4 separate regions of the Mus musculus genome follow, and all the other regions are linked to region 1. A link is a contact called in public ChIA-PET and HiChIP or PLAC-seq data. All regions are on one chromosome and are shown on one strand. The core of a region is the stretch at or near the end of the contact, and the rest is flanking DNA. Distances in the headings are between cores, read along the strand shown. Region 1 holds the start of Alyref2 (Aly/REF export factor 2). Region 2 holds the start of Fcrla (Fc receptor-like A). Region 3 holds the start of Copa (coatomer protein complex subunit alpha). Region 4 holds the start of Vangl2 (VANGL planar cell polarity 2).

Region 1 (3,416 bases), core at 369-2,868:
GGAATTTTGTAGAAACAGAAGTGAGGCGTGAAGCAGGCAATGAACTGGTCAGTGCAGTAGCCCATCCAGGAGACATCCAAGAGCCTTTCCATGATTTCAAGTCTGTTCCAGGAAGAGAGAAAGTTCAACTTCCTTTCCAGTGTACTTTGGTGGGCAGAGCCAAAGATGCTTTGCCAAGCAGACCGAGGGCATTCTGTGTTTGAAGTTCCTGCCACTTTGTTACCTGTTCTTTTTTTTTTTTTTTAAGATTTATTTATTATTATATCTAAGTACACTGTAGCTGTCTTCAGACACACCAGAAGAGGGAGTCAGATCTCATTACGGATGGTTGTGAGCCACCATGTGGTTGCTGATTTGAACTTCGGACCTTCGGAAGAGCAGTCGGTGCTCTTAACCACTGAGCCATCTCTCCAGCCCCCTTGTTACCTGTTCTTATTACTGAGGTATTTTAGCTATAAGGAGACTGAGGTATTTCAAAGGGACAGTCTCTGTCCTTAAGGGAAAGGTCTTGGGTGGGAGAGTAGTTTTCATTTTTTTGGGGGGGGAGGGACTGGGGGGAGATGGGGAATTGCATCATAGTCTAGCCCCTCCCACAGCTCTGAGGGTAACCTGTCCCTTCTGCTCGAGTGGCTGCATTTATTTTTTAGAATGTATCTGCCTTTATTTGTATGAATATTTTGCCTGCGTATCTGAGCGTTGCTTGGCACTGATGGAAGTCAGAAGGGGGCGCTAGTTCTTCCTCAGCTACAGAGCTGGGTTAGCCATCTTGCTAGAAAATTGTACGTGCCTTAAGTCCATAACCACCTTGCACTTAAATAAAATATTAAAAATAATGGTTTATACATATGTTCACTGAGACCACAACATAACGCAGCTAGATAAAAAACAGCTTAATAAATAACATGTCTACAGACTTCCCACAAAAACTTAGTATTTGCTTTTAAAGGCTTATTTACTTTATCGGTTATGAGACACAACGCCATGCGACTGAGCCCTTTTAACCAATGAGCTGTCTCTTTAGCCTAAGCTCAAGCCATTTTTACCTTACAGTGGTTAACACTGAAGACAAGAAAATACATAGAGCACACAATAAAGACTGTTAATTCTAACTTTGGTTAACACTGAAGACAAAAAAATACATAGAGCACACAATAAAGACTGTTAATTCTAACTTTAAACATTATTAATAGCCTTGCTAAAGCAAGGCCTCAAAAAATTAGTGTAAGACTCAGAATTGTTCCTCTCCACGGAAATCTTTAGTAAAAGGCGAAAGATTTATACGATCTGAAGAGAAACCAGAGTATACCCAGCTGTCCTAGTGTACAGTTCTCGGCCGACTGTATTTCCTAGACAACTAATGGTGACTATTTACTCCTAAAGACACTGACTACTTTATTATATCAGATAAATCTTTGAAGGTTCTATCACATTAAGGAATAAAAGGAATAAAACAGAACAACGAAAACAACACGCTACCCTTTTAAATTATACAACCATCTGTGTGCACTGCATTGTGGGTATGCAAATATCGCGGAGAAGCCGCGTGGCCCGCTCGGTTTCCGGAAGTGCCTCGAATTTGTCCCAGATGTCTCTAGGCGCTGGGCGGCCACCAGGGGTCAGAGCGAAAGCCAGATTCACAAGCGCACAGACTTCCAATTTCCAAGTGTGATTTTGGTGCGCTTGTGATTCCAGCACCGGTCGGAGAGGCGGAGTCAAGGCGGGGGAATCATTGAATTTGAGTACTTTCTGGTCTGCACCGCGAGGGCCGGGCCAGTCAGGCCCGGATCCGCGCCCGCCATGGCCGACAAGATGGACATGTCTTTGGACGACATCATTAAGCTGAACCGTAACCAGCGCCGGGTGAATCGAGGCGGCGGGCCTAGGAGGAACCGGCCCGCCATCGCCCGCGGCGGCAGGAACCGGCCGGCACCGTACAGTAGACCGAAACCACTTCCGGACAAGTGGCAGCACGACCTATTCGACAGCGGCTGCGGGGGTGGGGAAGGCGTGGAGACCGGTGCCAAGCTGCTCGTGTCAAACCTGGACTTCGGGGTGTCAGATGCTGACATTCAGGAACTCTTTGCTGAATTTGGAACGTTGAAAAAAGCCGCTGTGGACTACGATCGCTCTGGACGAAGTTTAGGGACGGCGGATGTACACTTTGAACGGAGGGCAGATGCCCTGAAGGCTATGAAGCAGTACAAGGGCGTCCCTTTGGATGGCCGCCCTATGGACATCCAGCTTGTCACGTCACAGATCGATCCACAGCGAAGACCTGCACAAAGCGGAAACAGAGGCGGCATGACAAGGAGCCGTGGCTCTGGAGGCTTTGGTGGCCGCGGCAGCCAGGGAAGGGGTAGAGGCACTGGCAGGAACTCAAAGCAGCAGCAGCTTTCTGCAGAGGAGTTGGACGCACAGCTGGATGCTTACAATGCAAGGAGGGACACCAGCTAAACAACCGAACAAATCCGCACAAGAACCGGGACCCAGACGCCTCGTCTGTGATGCCTTAGAGGGAGGGTAGGCAACTGGACTGTGCAGACAATGGTGAATTTGGTTTTTTGTTTCTTTTTACTTCCTGTTTTAAAATAGGATCTAAAAACTCATGTAAAGTTTTTTTTTTTTTTTTTTTTTAAATTCTGAAACAGACCTGTTTTGTACTGAGTTATTTTTTGGGATAAGTTTTCCTGGGTGCTGTTGTGGAGAAGGTGGCATTTTCACCTTTGTCATAATAAAATAGAAATGTGTGTAGAACTGGAAAAATTAAAAAAGAAAAAGAAAAATTACAAATTACAATATGACTTTTATGGACAGAACACATGACTGACTAGCATGCATGAAGAAGTGGGTTTCATTCTCAGCTCCATCATGTAAGAATAAAACAAGAATTGAAAAAACCTTGCCTTTGATGCAGCTCAGTGGCAGAATGCCTACTCACCATGAGCAAGGAAGGCGGTGGGTTTAATTACATGGAAAGTCTTTTCTGTCTGGTAGGGGTGGTACCTACCTGACCTCTCAGCGTTGGTAAGGCTGAGACAGGAGTTTTAGTGAGATATGACTAATCTAAAATAAAATCAAAGGCAGGGGTGGTGGTGGTGGCGGCGGCTCATGCCTTTAATACTAGCTTCTAGGATATACAGGCTCCACAGAGAAACCTTGTTTCAAGCCCCTCTCCCCAAAACCCTGCCCCCCCAAACAACAACAAAACAAAAAACAAACACCAACTTTCTTTTTTTTTAACATAATATTTTTGTGAATTATTTGGGACTTTCACACTGTGTACCATGATCAAGCTCACTTCCCACTCCTCCCGTTGTATCTTTAATTTTCCAAATCTTATTATTATTATTTTATTTTATTTTTTTCCGAGACAGGGTTTCTCTGTGTAGCCCTGGCTGTCCTGGAACTCACTTTGT
Region 2 (3,416 bases), core at 351-2,850, 580 kb before region 1:
GTTTGGATAACAGCAATAACAAAGTGTCAGGGGCAGCCACTGGGGATCCAACAAGGCTTCTTTCAGAAGATGCTCTCAAGATGGAGTCTTTAAGGATACTTAGATGCTTGTAAAGGGGGAGGGGACTGGGGAGTCATGGCAGAGGTCATTTCAGATGGAGCTAACAATATAAGCAAATCTCGGAGGCAGATAGGAATCTGGGCTGTGAATGGAAATGCAGGCTCATTGAGTTTTGTGAGAGTGGAAGTGGGAAGGCTTTGGGTATGCCAAAGAGGCTGAGGGGGTTTAGTGGGTACCAGGTTTGGGGTTTTATGTGCCACAACAAGAGCTGGAGTTTTAGAAGTCACTCCGGATGTAGAGAGAATTCATCCTGTGAGACGAGGCTGAGACAGGGTTGGCAAGGAAGCCATTGCCCAGCTCAGTCCTAAGAAAACATTTGTAGTGGTCCAGAGAAGGAACTGGTTGAGAAAGCAAGTTAGGAGGTGACATTTGTCAATGATGATGATGCAGAGAATGACAAAGGAAGAGTTGGGTTTCCAGCAGAGGGCTAGTGCAGTGAGCTGAGATCAGATAAAAAGTAAATGAAAAGAAGTGAGGATGCAAGAATGTGTGAACTCATCTCTGGTCATGTTGTGTTGGTACCAGGTACATGGACACACACACACACACACACACACACACACACACACACACACACACATGGGTCAAAATGCCTGTGTAAAGGTTAATATTCAAATGTGAAGGTCAAAAGCAGAATTAGAGCTGGAAATGTGCCCGAGGCTCTAAAATATACAACTGTTCAGAAAAAACATACACATACATGCAAACTGGAGGGAGGGAGGGAGGGAGGGAGGGAGGGAGGGAGGGAGGGAGGGAGGGAGGGAGGGAGGGAGGGAGGGAAAAGATTTAACTTTAGAGCACACTGGAGTTTATGGAAGGCAAAGAAAAGCTACTGAAGGACCAAAGGACATCCCAGCAGTAAACAGAGTAAATGACAGTGACAGTCAGGAAAACAGAGGCTGCAAGAGAGAATAAGCAGCCAGTAGGGCTAGACAAAACAAAGAAACCCATCACGGTAAGAACCGAAAAGTGTACAGGGACCTGGTTAGAGCAGAGGTCACTGTACCCTACGTAATCCAGACTCCAGTGGAGGCCACGCTGCAAGCAGGGAAGGAGGTGGAGCCTGCAAGCCCGCACTGCCCTTCCAAGACAGTTGTATTAGAAAAGTAAGAGCTAAGATTTGCAGTTGGCAAAGGCTTCATAGTCAGAAGGGACTTTTAGGATGGAAACTATTAGACTTTTTATATTTAGAAAGAGCCATTCAGTCCTTCACGTCTGACTTGTCTTCTATCTGTCCTTGTCCCGCCTGAGCAGTAATTCTTTGCAAAGTCAGAACTAGTCCATTCTTCTTACCTTTGAGGATTTCCTCAAGATTTGGCGTATCTCATCTCCACACCAGCATTCAAACACTTTACTTACCCAGTAACATCTGGGTTGCCAGGAGCACAGCAGGGCAGACATAAAGGGCCCACTGTGTGAGCGTGCAGCTCAGCTTCATGGTGACTGGGTTTATACCTCCTGCAACCCCAACATACTGATTTTCTTCAACATGAAACCTCTCAAATTAGAAAAGAGGAAATAAACCTAACTGTCTCGCCTCCACACACCTGTGGCCAAGTCTCCAATTGGCTCTTGTCACTCAGGTTCACACAGGTTGCTTCTGATGCCATCCTTCATCCCTCAGGGTGTAGATTAAATGCTAGGGCTCTCAATTGTTAATTTTTTTCTTTTTCTTGTTGAGCTTGGGGACTTTTCAAAATGATTGGTGTTCAGTTGGTCTTCAGACTACACCAGAGAGAAGTCAACCCCACAACAGTCCAGCTCGCTGGAGGTAGGAGGCCGGAAATTAATGGAAGAAAACCACGGGGGTGTGAAGGATGTGATGTGGAGGTGTCCTGCTCCTTCCACTCCACTCTTTACCTGTGCCCAGTGATTCTAATACAGCAGGAGAGAGAGAGGACAGATTGATAAGGGTAGCTGTCAAATTTGTCTCTATTGGCTCTGCCCAAGCAAACTCCACTCAAAGTTGTACCCAAGTTTCTCCTGACCTGTGTCTTAGCTTTGTTTCTGCAGAACGACACAGGCTTGCAGAACTGTTGAGCCTTGCAGAATGATACAGGCTGTTCAGCCTTTGTGGAACTCTGCATACAAGGCAGAGTTAGAACCATGGGAAAGAGCAAAAAGAAAAAGAAAATCAATTCCCAGAGACCCCAGCAAGAAGTCCAACCATTGGGTTCCCTGCCAAAGCTCGAAGCACTGACTCTGAGGACTTGGAGACAGGAAGTATCCAGTCTTTGAGTACCTGGAAGAGACTGGGGAACATGGGCAATGAATATAGAAGCCATGTCATCTCTCTTCACCTCCGTGTGGACCTATGGGAGCCACAGTCCCGAACTCCAACTCTTTGCTCAGTTGTGGGCCCTGTGTCTCCTTGCATGGAGATCCTACTCTTCTACTTTCCCTTGTCACACCACCCACACCCAGGTCCCACACAGGGAGGAGTGTCATCAGAAATGTGGGTCTCAAAGACAGAGAGGGGGTGGGGCTGCATGACCAGTCAGTTATGACAAAACAGATCAGGATAGGCAGGTGGGCCATATGGGCATAGGAGAGTACGGTTTTCTATGTCTAGTGTAAGCAGTTAGAATAACTTTTCCATTATGTAAGAAGTGTATGTTTTTGTGCAGATGGCCCCAGGGAGTCCTGAGCTGGTTGAATATGGGTGTGGGGGAAGGCAGTGAGGCAGTAAGTCTTGCAGCTGATGTGGTAGAAAGACCCAACAGCTTCAGAAGAGGAAGAGAAATCGAGACAGCCCTAAGACAAGTTAAATAAATGAATTGTGTTTAGATTAGGCTTTCACTAAACTGCACAACAGACCTTCTATTAGACAGGACAAAAAAAGCTTTTGAAAAACTAACAATTTCCCCTGTTCTCTTACAACCTCTTGATAAATGCCCTCCACATTCTCTGGACCAGCCTTCACAGAACCCAACCTCAGTGCAGAAAGCAAGAAGGCCTCTGAAGGTGTTACTTGGAGATCTTGTTCTTTAAGTTAGATTATCCACTTAGCCGTGTGGAAAATTTGTACCTCTGAGGCTTGATCAGTAAACTCTTCTGAATAAGTGTGAAATCCCCACCCCAAAGAGACTCACAGGAGCGATATTAGGATGGCTAAGTGCTAGGAAGACAAATCCAATTAGATCTGCTATCCTGATTACCTCAGACTGCTCACAAAGACACGGGACAAACTCAGCCCTCATCCATCCCAAGGCCCTTTGAGACCTTCCTCAGTTAGCTTGTGACTAGTGGGCCAATATACTGACTTTAACAAGATTCTTTTTGTCTAGTTTTATTTA
Region 3 (3,416 bases), core at 415-2,914, 580 kb after region 1:
GGAATAGAAACCCTGACAAAGACAAGATCCTAGTTTGATTTCTTACTAGCATGATCCTGCTGGGAAAGTTAATCCATTTTTCTCAAGTTTTAGTTTCATCATTTGTACAGTGTTAATAACAAGGATTGTTGCAGAGGCAAAAATAAAATGCACACTTTAAAAGAGCATTTACTAAGTTTCAGCTCTTATTAATTATCTTGCCTGGTTTGACAGATGATAATCACCTTCTATACATACACTGTAATTTGAATGCCAAGACTCCTAAGCAGGATATGAGTATTTCTGAGTATCCAGGATACAAACTGAATTATTAATGACCACAAATACAAATTCCAATTCCAACTTACACTGGCAGCCAATCTGATGAGTGGCGTTGAGCAGGCGGACACAAGGAGCTGTTTTATTTAAGGGAATGTAGATTTTCCTCTCCACTGAGTTTCCCCCACACAATCCTGATCAGAAGATAAACAGTATTAGGAAAAAGTGAAAGATAATTTGGTATTAGCCTCTATCATCATCAGCTCGATTCATGGTTTCAGTAAAGCATTCACGATCATACTGTCTAACACAAGATTAATGATCATTCTTTTCACTTCTTGGCCACATTATTGGAACATAAGTATTGTAAAGAGGACCTAGCTGTGTATTTTAGAAAGTTATTAGACTCCATGATGATCGATTAATTATAAAGCTAAAAGGTGATTGTCAAAAGTCTTTGACTTCAGATGTGCCGGCGTCAAGTTTCAGGGCTAAACAAGTCTGCTTCTTTTAGCTTGCCTGTACATTACTAATTAGTTATCAAAAGAGCTCTGGTCTAAGAATATAGATTGCCAAAACCAAACAAAGAAAAGCACTAACAACAAAAACCACCTAAGAATCTGAACAGACCTAGGAGAAGAAACGTTATGCCACACACCTGGTCAGTTAATGAAATATCAGACCATTTGCCCACACACCTAGAGTATGGGACAGCTACAGTTCCTCCCTTGAAGCTAATCAAAAGCAATGTGAATGTTGAGAAAGACGGAGTCATGGCTATACAAGGAAATGGCTGCATTTCAGGGCTTACCTAGAAAGATATATATATATATCTTTGCTTAACTCTTAGTTGAACACACTATAAATAATTACAGGTGTGTTACTGATTGTACTTCATAATTTAAAGATCACTAAATAGACATTAGATTGGAAAAAAAGAAAATATTCATATACATTAAACGTCTAAGATTCCTTGAATCATTACTTCCCTCTTAACAGTTTAAAGCAGCTAAGCTAACGTTAGCCTCACTTTAGTAAGCTAAGAAAACAAGGAACACAAATTTAGGCTAGAACCAACAGGAGGAAACGGGGGCTCTCATTTTTTCAACGTCGCACAAAGACCACGAAACGAGACTGTTTTGATCTCAAACATACTAAACCGGAGGAAGGGGGCTGAGCTTTTCACACCTGTCCCTTTTGATGGCTGATGGGGTGGCTGGGCTTTAAACAGAGAACGAGGCATGCGAGAAAGGTTGAAGAGAATCAGGCTGGAAACCCAGAAAAGGGCTGGAGAGAACTAAGGAAATGCAGGTCCAGGCAAAGGAGGAACTTATGTCATGGGAACGAAAGACAAGAAGGATTTCCAGGGCGGGGGACAGAGGGGCAATCGGAACCAGAAGGGCATTGCCTGCACTAGCGATGGGCCGTTCCGGACGGCTCCTCTTAAAGACCAGAGCTCCGGGGTGGGGTGACCTCACCTGCCAGTACCACGGAAAAAGACAGAAGAAGAAGACCCCGACTTCCTGGGTCAGGCCCAGAGCCGCCCCTAGTCGTAGCCATCTTGCCTCTCCGCTGGGCGGAAGCCTCAGGTCCCTTCCAGACTCGTAGCGGCCTCTCTAGGCTTCCGCTAGCATCGTCTCTGTGGCCCAGCGCTCCAGAGACCGGAAGTCCTTGTCCGAGGAGCTTCCGGGAGCCGCGACCCGGGAGTAGCTGACGTGGAAGCCTTGGGAGTGCCACCGGGAGCGGCGGGACCCGCTAACCTGACCTAGGAGCCCGAGGCCTGAAGGATGCTAACCAAATTCGAGACGAAGAGCGCGCGGGTCAAAGGTAGTGGAGAAGAAACGGGAACAGCGGAGGTTGGGTGTTGGGGGTAGTGGTGCTGTCACTAAGGCAGGACTCGCTGACCGCGTCGGGCCTCCTGGAAGAACCCGGAGGAATAACCGAGGGAGCGGCTTAGGGTTAGTGGAGTAGTCTGCAGTCCGTGCTGCTTCGTATGTCCTGGAACTTATCGTGTCGTGGCTCGTTAACCTTAGGCCGGCTCCCTACTCCTTCCAGCCACCTCTTCTGGGGGGGTGTGCCAGCCCTTTCTGTTCTTAAGGCCTTATGACTTGGATGCTTTCTGATAACCAGGTTGTATGGAGTGTTTCTGGGGTTTGAGTCTCAGCTTCTGTCACTGGCTACTCCAGTAGCCCGTCTGCTCCATTTCCATGTCCAGTGCTTCCGCTGGACTATTTATTTATTTATTTATTTTTGGCCTATTTGGAGTGAGAGAATGGAGGCCTACTGCCCCACCAGGTCCCGAGCCTGGGTAAGATTGTCCGGTGAAATACAGATGCTTTGTGTTAGATTTGAATACCAGGTAAACAGCTAAATTTTTGGTGATAAGTCTTGAAAGACAAAGGCCTGAGATCACACTCTTTGAAAATGTCGATATTAGAAAAATTAAGTCTATGGAAATCTGATAAAAAATATATCTGGACTATTTCATGATATGCATTATAGTGAAGTGGTTCAGAATTTGTTTATTGGAGTCAGTCAGACTTGCTTAGGAATTCTGAAACGTCTACTAACAAGCCGCCTTAAGGTGTCTCCTTACTATCTCTAAATCTCTATATTCTTATCTTTAAAAATAAGGATAGTTAACACTTTCTTATAAAGAGAATTAAAATGAGAAAGTACATTAACTGTGTTTATAATAGTGCCTGGCAAGACTTAGTAATTCAGAAACTGGAGGTTCTTTAATGGAGGCTATATTCTGGGCAGTTTCTAAGTGTCATGGGAAATTTGATTATAAAGGGTGCCAGTAAGAATTCTTAGTACCACCAGGGTTACATAGAGAGACCTTATCTCGAAATGGCAAAAAAAGAAGAAGAGAAAAGAATTATCATGTGTGGTGCCAGTCATGGTGGCTTTAATTGCAGCACTCAGGAGCCAGATGCAGGTGGATCTCTGTGAGTTGGAGGCTAGCCTGGTCAACGTATCGAGCGGCAGGCCAATCAAAGCTACACTGAGACACACTGAGATCCTATTCTAAAAAAAAAGGTTCTAGGGCTGAAGAGTTGGCCCAATTAAGATTTACTGTCTGTTCAGAGGACATGAGTTTGGTTCCCCATTCAGCAGCTCACATCCACCTGTAATTCCAGCTCCAGGTGACCTGA
Region 4 (3,416 bases), core at 509-3,008, 520 kb after region 1:
CCTTTAAGACGACTGGGCTCCTCCACCTCCCCAGCCCCCACAACACACACCAGCTCCCAGAAAAGTCCATCTCCCCAAATAAACATCACCTAAGACAACTCACTACTCACTACCCCCCCCCCAATGCACAATCCTCACAGGGGTCTCACACACTCAAGACACTACCCTTGAATCTAGGCAGGGCCATTCAAATCCTGCAGACAGCCTTCCCTGTGGGCTTTCTGCCAGGAAAATCTGCCTGCAGAGACAAGAGGTACCCCCAATACACACTCAAAATACACACTAGCAAAGACGAGCACATATCCACAGCTATCCATCAGTACAGGTTACTCACAAGAGCACAGATTCACACACACACACTCACACCCCTTCCCACCACACAGGTGCATACACACCTACCCCATATATGCCTACCACCCATTCAGCTTTTATAAACCCACCTTCTCTAATACCTGCCCATCTCTTTCCCATAAGCCCCTCTCTCAGCACATACACACACAGACACACACCCCTTCCCTTGAGTATACACACAAATACATACCCAAATACACAGCAGATGTGTGTGGTCAGCTCTCTCTCTCTCTCTCTCTCTCTCACACACACACAGAGAGAGAGAGAGAGAGAGAGAGAGAGAGAGAGAGAGAGAGAGAGAGAGAAACATCTACACATCCAAACCCAGGGCCCACCTGCAGGAACACGCAGTACGTCAAAGCGTATATGCACACACACACACACACACACACACACACACACACACACATACACACACAAAACAAAGAATCATGCATACTGATCCCCCAACCAACCCTTTAAAACTCACTAATGCAGTGCTTAGGACCTTCGATGAGTAAATAGGACAAGGGACAAATATGATGTCGTTGGTTCCCCACACACACCCCAACACACATTCACCAGTATCGCCGCAAGTCCCATCCTTGGGCTACACACACACACTGCTGTGCGGGGCCATCTCTCAAGGATCCACTCTACCCCCTAAACACATACCTGCCCCTTCCTCCCCACACTCCAAAGGTGTGTATGCATCCCTACATACCTTCAGCTTCCAATACCTCCAGCCTCCGATCCTTCCACGGCCTCTCCCACCACCTCCAACACACGCTACCCAATCCCCGGCTTCAATGGGTTCCCTTGGGATCGTTCAGGCGCCCGCCCTGGGCCCCCCGGCCCAGGAAAGTCCCCGGCTCTTAAGGCCTGGGCTCCGCCCCTTCCCCATACGCCCCTTCCCCTCCCCAAAGTTGGGGTTACTCCGCTGTGCAGTGGAGGACAGACCGGAAGGGGGTGCCTCAAGCCCCCCTTCCCCCAGAAGCCATCCTGCTTTCTCCAGGGCCGGGCGCTCCCTGGTCTTTTGCATGGTTTCCTTCTTTTTTCTGTTGCTTTCTTTCTTTCTTTCCTTTTTTTTTTCCGCAAACTTTGCCCGCGCCCCCGCGGCCCGCCACTCACCCGCCACTGCGAACAGCCCGGTGGACTGGGCGCACGCCCCACTCCGCTCCGCGCCTTTGTATCCGCAGCGCACCCGGTCTTTCCGAACTCCGCGCTCCAGAACCGGCAGCGCGGGCGATGGGGGTTGACGAGGGGGGCTCCTGAGGTCGCTCACCCCGGCTCCGTCCCAGACCACTCGCCTGTTTCCCCCTCGAGGCCCCGGGGGCAGGGGGCCGGAGGGGACTGCAGGGCACTCAGGCTCCCATGGCGGGACCCAGAACCAAGCAATCGGGGATCAGGAATCAGATCTGGAGCCGGCGGCGGAGGGGGAGGGGACCAGAGGGGGAGGGGACCAGAAGGGGGCAGGGGGCGGGGAGAGAGCTCCCAGGTGCCGCCTCCCGGCTGTTCCCGCAGCCGCCGCCCCTCCCGCTGCTGCGTCCATTGTCTGCGGCCCGGCTCTTCCCCGAGTCGCGGCACCCCCAGCCCTGCGCCTGGCCATGCCCTGCGCCCTCTGGATCCTGGGAATCCGCTCCTGGCTTCCAGACCTGGCCAGGAAGGTGTGCTCGAAGCTGCCTCGGCTCTTGGCTTTGGTCCAGCCCGCAGCCCCTCTTGGAGCTGTCTTCTTCGACCCCCGATTGAAAACCTTTCCCCTAGGCCCTGATGTTGGCCATATTCTCTTCTTTAGAACCACAAACCTGGTCTCACAAACTCCAGTGGAATCTGAGACGTGGGGAAGATTGGTCCCCTCCGGCCTAGAACTGCGAAAAGGGTCATCCCTGATATTAATTAGTGACAAGAGACAGGCCCCTCTCCCATGTATACGGTATTTCCCTGACACCATACCCCTCCTTCTTCCAAAAATAATTTAATTACTCGGTGTTCTAGCTGTGAGCGAAGACCGCCTAGTCAGACTGGGACGCTCACTCATTAACACGTTTTCCTCCCCTCTGGTTTGAGTGTTGGGATTAATTACAAAGGGAATCCTGCCCTAGGGGAGAGGGGGAGGGGGAGAAGACGAGGGCCCGCGACTTGGGGCACCAGAGGAGAGGGGGGCCTTCTCCCAGGAAGCCTAGAGAGAGAGGAAAAAAAAAAAAAAACCCGGGTGGATGCGGAACTCCAAAACTTTTGGCTAATTTAGCTTTGCAGGTAGGACCCAGGGAATGTAGGCTAGAATAAAATATCTGGCACATTTAGGGCATTTCCAGTTCAGAGCACACTAAGAAACAAACCAGTTAGAGTTGCTAAAGTGCCTAGGAACCCAACAGGGACGAGCCCACCATAAAGTAGCTGTGGGAAGGCCAGGTTGCCCTCGGAGTGAATGAAAGCAAAAGTATTATTACATTATTACATTGCTGCTAGTACTATTTACCTTGTAACCTGCCACTTACCTAGAACAGTGCCGCTTCAAAAGCATCTTCGAACACGTTTCCACACCCCCACCATCTCCACCTTCCAATTCTGATACCTGCCCCTCCCAACCCTGTGATTAAGAAATCCCAGAGAAGGCGACTCCCAGTCTCTGTTCCTTTCTCTAATGGAGTCTTCCCTAAAACTCAGGCACATCTCTGTTATACATTCGAACCAGTCCCCAAATGAGGACAGATTGTCTTTGTCCGCATATGGCTGTTCAAAGGTGAAGAAGCTAAACAAACGCTGCTTCCCTTCAGCTCTGCCCAAACCCTTGTTTCTCTCCAGCCACTGTTCCCGCATATTAGCAAAGAACTTAGCGTTAAGACGACGTGAATGAAATACAGTCATAGTTTCAAGTACCACAGTCTCTGCAAACACAATGACCTTCCTTCACCTACGTCTGTCATGTGCCAGGCACTGGACTGCTCTGGGGGTCCTGTAACCACACCAGGAATGCAAGGAAAGAGCAGAACAGTGGAAGACAGTAAAAGGAGACAGAAAGACCTCAGAGTCCCCTTACCTGTCCAAAGCACACCTCCAGTGTTGAGCACTAGTCTATAACTTGA

Evidence for each region. ChIA-PET counts read pairs in DNA pulled down with a chosen protein or histone mark. HiChIP or PLAC-seq counts read pairs in DNA pulled down with a chosen protein or histone mark.
Region 2: an H3K27ac HiChIP or PLAC-seq map of microglia shows a contact between it and region 1, with 6 times the contacts expected there. The contact joins the promoter of Fcrla here to the promoter of Alyref2 in region 1. A contact is called at or near these places in 1 of 39 promoter capture datasets (pre-B cells), 1 of 484 Hi-C or Micro-C datasets (B cells) and 1 of 115 datasets of contacts at active chromatin or transcription factors (microglia).
Region 3: an RNA polymerase II ChIA-PET map of memory CD8 T cells shows a contact between it and region 1, with 31 read pairs. The contact joins the promoter of Copa here to the promoter of Alyref2 in region 1. A contact is called at or near these places in 1 of 39 promoter capture datasets (neural stem cells), 2 of 115 datasets of contacts at active chromatin or transcription factors (memory CD8 T cells and microglia) and 1 of 9 other capture datasets (macrophages).
Region 4: a contact with region 1 is called in an H3K4me3 HiChIP or PLAC-seq map of neural tube, with 3 times the contacts expected there. The contact joins the promoter of Vangl2 here to the promoter of Alyref2 in region 1. A contact is called at or near these places in 2 of 39 promoter capture datasets (hippocampal neurons and pre-B cells), 2 of 484 Hi-C or Micro-C datasets (embryonic stem cells and reprogramming fibroblasts), 6 of 115 datasets of contacts at active chromatin or transcription factors (bone marrow-derived macrophages, embryonic forebrain, embryonic stem cells and 3 more) and 2 of 9 other capture datasets (liver and macrophages).

The regions. Positions count from the first base shown.
Region 1 is chr1:171,501,860-171,505,275 of GRCm38.p6, forward strand. Alyref2 (Aly/REF export factor 2) reads left to right here and starts at 1,619. Exons shown (of 1, transcript NM_019484.4): 1 at 1,619-2,891. The coding sequence starts at 1,798. The coding sequence ends at 2,454. LOC115487699 (a small nuclear RNA gene) reads right to left here and starts at 1,304; the gene lies at 1,189-1,304.
Region 2 is chr1:170,925,983-170,929,398 of GRCm38.p6, forward strand. Fcrla (Fc receptor-like A) reads right to left here and starts at 1,601. Exons shown (of 5, transcript NM_145141.2): 1 at 1,480-1,601. The coding sequence starts at 1,558.
Region 3 is chr1:172,080,865-172,084,280 of GRCm38.p6, forward strand. It overlaps Copa (coatomer protein complex subunit alpha), which reads left to right and starts at 1,665. Exons shown (of 33, transcript NM_009938.4): 1 at 1,665-2,085. The coding sequence starts at 2,046. It overlaps Ncstn (nicastrin), which reads right to left and starts at 1,885. Exons shown (of 17, transcript NM_021607.3): 1 at 1,737-1,885; 2 at 348-452. The coding sequence starts at 1,818.
Region 4 is chr1:172,025,537-172,028,952 of GRCm38.p6, forward strand. It overlaps Vangl2 (VANGL planar cell polarity 2), which reads right to left and starts at 1,759. Exons shown (of 8, transcript NM_033509.4): 1 at 1,462-1,759.